Regions from separate parts of the Oryctolagus cuniculus genome. Here region 2 is linked to region 1. A link is a contact called in public Hi-C data. All regions are on one chromosome and are shown on one strand. The core of a region is the stretch at or near the end of the contact, and the rest is flanking DNA. Distances in the headings are between cores, read along the strand shown.

Region 1 (3,516 bases), core at 631-3,130:
GGGTGGTCTTATGCATGGGTTCAAATCTAATCCTTCTTTGGAGGCTGTGTCTGTTTTTCAATGGCATGATTCACCCAAAATAATACGTCCCCCATGGCTCACGTCTCACTGTCTTACAGTGTGCAAGCCCAGATTCACATTTGTTCACCAGGAAAAGAACTTTCTCCAGCACTGAGCTTTTAGGCTTAAAGAGAGAAGTGCAAACTCCTTGGGAAGAAAAAAAGGAAACAAAACGACCTGTCAAAATTCCTTTTAGCGCTTCTGACTAGTGTTAACTTCCATGCTCTCAGAGTGCAATAAAAACCCTGCCAGCGCCTGCTGAAAAGATGGTCTGACCTTTTAAAACGAGTACTCCCCCATCCCATATCCATATTAAATAGGTGAACCTTGGGAGCTGTAGAGTTTTCGATTAATAAGTGAAATGAGGTTGAATTTTCAGAAAAAAAAAAAAAAAAGGGTTTCCCTCTAGGCTGCAGGCTAATTTGGGTGTTCTAGATCTACATTGTTAACAGCAGGCAGAAAGCAGGCCCCAGACCCGCGAGCCACTGCAGTTGCCAACTGCCTCGAGTCTAGTTCCCAACTGAGGCGGGCAAGGAGTTAGGAAATGGTAAATTAAAAAGTCTGGGACAAGACTGCCCGTAGCCTGCGGATCCCGGGCCGGCTGTCGGCCCCTGGCGGCCGAAGAAGCCGCAGCGATCCTGGGTCTCCACCGCAGCCGCCCAGCCCGGCGCGCACCAACCGGCGCTGCTGAAAGAAGTTGGAGAGCTCCCAGCTCGCCGGCAGGATTCGGTGGTGGGCGCCGGAGAATCCCTTCCAGTGGCGCAATTAGGAAAGTTTCGGAAAGTAAAGACCCTAGACAGCCAGAGACCTATTCTTTCCTGGAGCACCAGGAGCACCCCGCGCCGCGCTAGCCGGAAGCGACTCGCACAAGGCCATCAGCCTTGCTCTGCCCGGACGCGCCGGGTGCCTTTCAGCTGCCCACCGCCCCAGACCGTGGCCCGAGGTCGCGGAGCACAGAGGGCTCTGCCGTGCTTGCTGTTCTAGACACGAACACCTCCAGGCTGCCTAGGCACTAGGGCTCGAATCCGACAGCCGAGAGGTGGCAAGGGCAGAACCACCAACTCCTGTTCGGACGCCCGGGACCTTCCCATCCAAGCCTGCTCCGCTTTCTCCAAAGGACGCGCGGCACAGCCCATGCGCCCCCGGCACTGCGCGCCACTCCCCTCCCTACAGTGCCCCCAAACTCTTCCCGGGAAGCCCCACAAACACCAGACCGGGCCCCGAAACTCCCAGTCACCCCGACCTCCGCCTCTCCAGCCCCGCACCGTCCTCCTCGCGCGTCTGGGAAGTCAGAAGCAAACCACGAGAAAATGCCCCCATGAGGAGCCTCCCCACACCCGCCCTGTCACTGAAACAAAGCGCAGGGAGGCGGGGGGCGGAGAGTGGGGAGTCGGGAGGGAGATTTAGAAAGAGGACGGGGACCGCGCGGGGAAGGAGCGGGGCGGGGGCCGGGACCCCACCGGGCGCAGCGCAGCCGGTCACTTACATGCCCAGGTCGCTGTAGGTGTTGAAGAACTCCATCTGGTTGCACGCCTGGATCCAGCCCACCACCCAGGTCTCGTGGCGGGGGATGGGGGGCATGACCACGCGGGCCGAGGCTTTGAAGTAGGGGGTCTTGTAGCGCAGGACGATGGGCGAGGTCTCCTCGATGCGCGTGGGACACTGGTCGATGGTGGCGCACACATCGTACACCACGATGTTCTCGCGCCGGATCCGCGCCTTGCAGGTGATGCTTTGGATACAGCCCATCCTGCCGCCCGGCGCCGGCGCGGCGCGGCGCGGGGCAGCGCGGGGGCCCGCGCGGGCAGCCGGGGGCGCCCGTCAGGCCGGCATGGCGCCGCGCCGCTCGCTCGCTCGCGGTCCGGCTCAGCTCGCACCCGGGAGCGGGGAGCAGTCGCCGCCGGGCATTCTCCGGGGAAGCCCCCTGCTCTGGCCGCCGCACCGGGTCCCAGCTGCCCCGACGCCCGCCCACGCCCGCCCCCTCGCTCGGGCAGGGCGCGCGGAGCGTGCGCCCCTAGGAGGCGGCGGGCGCCCTCGCCAGCTCCCGCGCCCAGGCGGAGGGCAGGGAGGGGAGCGGCTCTGCGAGGAGTGCTGCCCACCCCGGGCCGGAGCCCCCCGCCCCTCGCCGGAGAGGAGGAGGAGGAGGAGGAGGAGGCGGCGGCATGGAGCCGGGGGAGGGCGGCGGCGGCGGCGACAGCAGCGCCCGGTTTGTCTGCCTCCGCGGCGGCAGCAGCAGCAGCAACCGCCGCCGCCGCCGCCGCCGCTGCTGCATGAACCTCTGCACCGCGGCTGCCCCCCGTGTGCAGCGCACCCAGCGGCGGGCGAGCGGGCGGCCCGCGCGGCAGGCGGAGGCAACGGCGGCGGCGGCGGCCGGCCCCGCGCTCCCGCCGGCCCCGCCCTGCTGCTGGACTGCGCCTTCGCCCCTCCGGCCGGCAGCCGGAGCCTGCGGGTCGCCGGGGGGCTGCGGCCGGGGCTGGAGAGCCCCACGGGCTGGGGCTGCCCCTGACGTGCTCCGCGGAGGAGACTGGCTGTACGCCATGAGTTTTGTCCCTCTCCGGCTGCCGTCCGGGTGGGGGGGGCAGTGTGTGAGGGTGGGGGTGTTTAAAGGGCCGCCAGCGCCCGGGGTGGGGCCGGCACGTGGGGCCGGGGCGGGGCGCGGGCCCGGCGAGGGGTGGTGAACGCCGCCTCGGAGGGCGCGGCGCTGTCCAGAGTCCGGTGGGAAGCTGAGCGCCCTGCAGGGCCCCTGGGCGCGTGTGGGGCAGCTGAGGGGTTGGGGTTTCTGTGGGCGTGGCCGTCGTCCACCGCACAGTTGGGGACATTAGAGTTAGGCTTGAGCCCCCTCCCCAGTCCCCCAGTGTCCACCCTCGCGGAGGGCTGAAGTGCGGGCTCCGCAAGGGGCAGTGGATGCCGTGGTTTTACTTCTTTCCCACCGCGGTGCTTAGAAAGGGGCACCCGAAGAATCGCTCCGTGCCTCTACACCAGTCTACAGCATGCCTGCGTATGGGTTCAAGTAAGAGTTCGGCTCACCCCAATCTTTTCTTCCCTAGGGGTCGCGCCTTTGAACAAAGCACTCCACAGTAGAGATTCTGGGCGGTGGTAGGCTTACCGTGGACTGCGTCTGGGTGTCCCTGCACCCCGAAGCAGGCTGTGTCCAGCATGACCATCTAGCTGGGTTAAAAGCTTTAGCGGCCCTGCTGAGGCTACCCGAGGCCTGCTGGGTACAAGGGGAGCCTGGGGTCATTATCAGAACCAGGCAGGGTTAAGTAGTATCTGGATACTCATTTGTGATAATCCATCTTCCCTAGAGAAAACCTGGACTCAGGGATCCATTTTGCCTTTGTTTCCCCAGAAGGTGGCACAGTGACTGGCACATAGCAGCGGCCCCAGGTTATCTGAGAACCAATCAATGAACAAAGACCAGCCTGGCTCCAGTTGTCAGTGTGGAAGCTGCCACCA
Region 2 (3,167 bases), core at 656-3,155, 230 kb before region 1:
TAGATGGTGGGAGTGAGCCACAGCACAGTCGACCTGTAACCTTCAGAACAGGGGAAGGACAGGTAATGTGAAGACTTTAAGGACCTGGGCCAGGACTGTGCCAGGCACCTGTCTGCCCTCAAGGACTCATACACAGCGCAGGGCCACTCATGTGTGGACAGAAGTCTCATACAAAGCAGAACAGAGTACGCACAAGCAGGTGCAGTTCCAACTCCCAGACCTGGGGGTGTCTCACAGCAAGGGGCAGCTGTGACGTCTGCTCTGTGGGCTCAGGTTGGCCAGTCTGTAAGGGAAATGTATAGGGCCTGAGTCGCCCACTCTGCAGTCTCACCCAACCTCATTGTGCAGTGGTTGCTTATGCATACGTCTTCTCACTCCCTGCCACTACTAGCCGTCCCCAGGCGTAGCTTTGCAGTTGGCTGGTTGCATGACCCTGGATTAACCACCCTCTCATCCTTAATCCCTGTATTTAGGGATGGTAATGCCACGTCCTTACCTCTTCACAGGCTTGTGCCAACCTTAAGTGAAGCAATGCCCCAATGCTTTGAGAGTTTGTAAGTGCTATATATTTATGACGCATGACAACGCTTGTTGATAGGAATTTCTGCAATCTCCAGTGCTTGGGAGGGCTGGGCCTGCTGTGGGCATTTACAGACTTGGTAAGAATGTAAACATTGCTGCAGGCAGAGCCCTGTGGCTGCCTGATAGATGCCAGGCTGGTTCAGACAGAGCCAGGACAGCCGTGTCATAAAAGCACTGGGCTGGCCCTCGCCAGGAGTTGATTCAACCAGGCATCGGAGAGGGGTGATCCTGTGGGTGGGACCTGCCCCAGCCTGGGGAGAGGAGCTCCCTGCCCCAGACTTTGAGGGAGAGCGGATGTAGGATGGAATCAGGCTGTGCTCTCACCCTTGAGAAGAAAAGCCAATGTCATTTCCAGGGCCACAGTGATAAAGGAACTGAGTGGCCAGTCTCTGACCCATGGGAGGAGGCCAGAAGACAGGGCAGAGTCCCCACGCTTGTCCGTGTGCTGCACCGAAGAACACCCCCATGAGCTCCTCAGAACTTGATCCCTTCACAGGCGATTTAAAAACGGTCTGGGGGTTGGCACTGTGGCGTAGCAGGTTAAGTCACTCCCCGAAGCACCATCATCCCATATGGGTGCCAATTCTAGTCCAGGCTGCTCCACTTCCGATCCAGCTCTCTGCTGTGGCCTGGGAAAACAGTAGAAGATGGTCCAAGTGCTTAGGCACTTGCACCTGCATGGGAGACCTGGAAGAAGGCCCCTGGCTTTGTATGGGCACAACTCCAGCCATTGCGGCCATCTGGGGAGTGAACCAGCAGATGGAAGACCTCTCTCTCTCTCGCTCTCGCTCTCTCTGCCTCTCTGTAACCCTGCTTTTCAAATAAATAAATAAATAAATCTTAAAAAAAAACCCAGTCTGTTTATTGATTTGATCACAACCAATGTTTAAAAAACTTTGGTTAAGGCGAGAGCTCCATGCAGGCATCTTTGGTGTGTATGTGAGAGTGTGTGTGTGTGTGTATGTGAGTGTGTGTGTGTGTGTGGGTGGGGTGTGTGCAGAGGCTGATGGTGTGGGCTCTGGAGGAGAGGCTGTTTTAGAAGAGCAATTCCTCTTGGAGGGTTGTAATCTGTGCTTTGACTGCTGTTTTCACATTAGAGATTTTTTTTTTTTCAGCAAGGATCCTGCAGTCCACAACAACACCATCCAGTTTGCTAATAATTTGATGACAGATCTCGAATGCAGCTCTGAACACACTCAGATCTGGAGATGTTTCTTTTGTTTGCGTGTGGGTGTGAGCGCACAGGCAGAGGGACTAATGCATGGCTTCCCCTGCAGCAGCTTGGAGGATCTGGCAGAGTTAGACTCTGTGTGTTGGCCACAAGTCCTGTAATTACACCATTTCATTCTCCCCTGTGCGAGGCTTCAAAACTCCACCAGGGGGCAGAATCGCAACTTCTCCCCTTCATTTCATTCATCAACTGTTTAGCTAGCCAGTCTCCCCAGTGTGCCTGTCTTGAAATGCATTGTTTTGTTTTAAAGCTCATTAGAATCCCGAGAGGTAGAGTATATTGCCCCTTTTTCCATAAAGGGAGTTGAGGTTTAGGATAAGTTAAGTAAATTGCACCAAGTCAGCAATACCTGGAGAAGCTGAAATGTGACCCTGTGTTTTCCTGACTGCAAAGCTTAAACCCCTATGCATGCCCTTACCTGGTGCTGTAGCCTCTGCTATGACATGCCGTCTCAAAGACCAAGTTCTGTCCTCCTAGGCTCTGTGGATCCTGGGTATCCTTACAGGGTCTCTAAGGTACTCCATGGAAGCCACTGTCCACCTTAGCAGGCAATGATTACCATGGCCCCTAGCCTTGCCTTCTTGTTCCCCTATAATATCCCCACCCAGAACATCATCATTCATATCTGCGTTTTATAGGCATTTTCCCAACAGACAGGTTTCGAGCTCTGCGGCTTGGCTTGAGCCTCTGTCCCGTGGCTGTCCCCTGATCCTGCAGTGGCTTTTTAGGGGAGGGGTATTGCTTCAGAGAGAAGCAATCATTAAGCCTTTCCCACCCAGTGTTCTCAGCTCAGGAGAGTAGAAGCAGGAGGGTGTGGCCTCAGAAGTGTGGGCTTGAACTTGTCCTGGGAAAGGATGCAGGGAAAAGTGAGATTTGCTGGGAGCAGAGTGGTCAGCAGGGGCCTGCACCAGGGGCTTCTGTGCAGAGAGCTGGACGAGCTGTGACTGGGGGGAGGGGGGGGATAGGGAGCAGCAGGGGGCATCCAGGGAGTGCTCCAGAGTGCTCCTTTGTGAGTCTCCTGTCTGTTTCCTTTTGTTGTCCTGGTACACAGACCAGAGGCTGGGATAGGAGAGCAGGGGGTGAGTCTTCTCGTAGTCTTCACACATCTCACAAATTGAAACCATTCACTTGGAGAGTGTGGTTAAATCCAAACAAGGGCCGGCACCGCAGCTCAATAGGCTAATCCTCCGCCTAGCGGCGCTGGCACACCGGGTTCTAGTCCCGGTCGGGGCGCCGGATTTTGTCCTGGTTGCCCCTCTTCCAGGCCAGCTCTCTGCTATGGCCCGGGAGTGCAGTGGAGATGGCCCAAGTGCTTGGGCCCTGCACCCCATGGGAGACCAGGAGAAGCACCTGG

Evidence for each region. A called contact is a pair of places that touch in the nucleus more often than the background predicts.
Region 2: a Hi-C map of psoas muscle shows a contact between it and region 1, with 7 times the contacts expected there. The contact joins the enhancer-like site here to the promoter of FAM78B in region 1. A contact is called at or near these places in 5 of 6 Hi-C or Micro-C datasets (ear pinna, embryonic fibroblasts, psoas muscle and 2 more).

The regions. Positions count from the first base shown.
Region 1 is chr7:32,451,566-32,455,081 of mOryCun1.1, reverse strand. FAM78B (family with sequence similarity 78 member B) reads right to left here and starts at 1,880. Exons shown (of 3, transcript XM_002715822.5): 1 at 1,547-1,880. The coding sequence starts at 1,809. It overlaps LOC127493725 (a long non-coding RNA gene), which reads left to right and starts at 1,466. Exons shown (of 4, transcript XR_011390326.1): 1 at 1,466-1,615; 2 at 3,410-3,516.
Region 2 is chr7:32,678,984-32,682,150 of mOryCun1.1, reverse strand. No RefSeq gene overlaps it. Among named protein-coding and RNA genes, the nearest start is that of UCK2, 98 kb to the left of the region's middle. Within about 2 kb of position 1,905, at least 1 of the 8 cell types and tissues checked has an H3K27ac peak or open chromatin away from gene starts, as enhancers often do.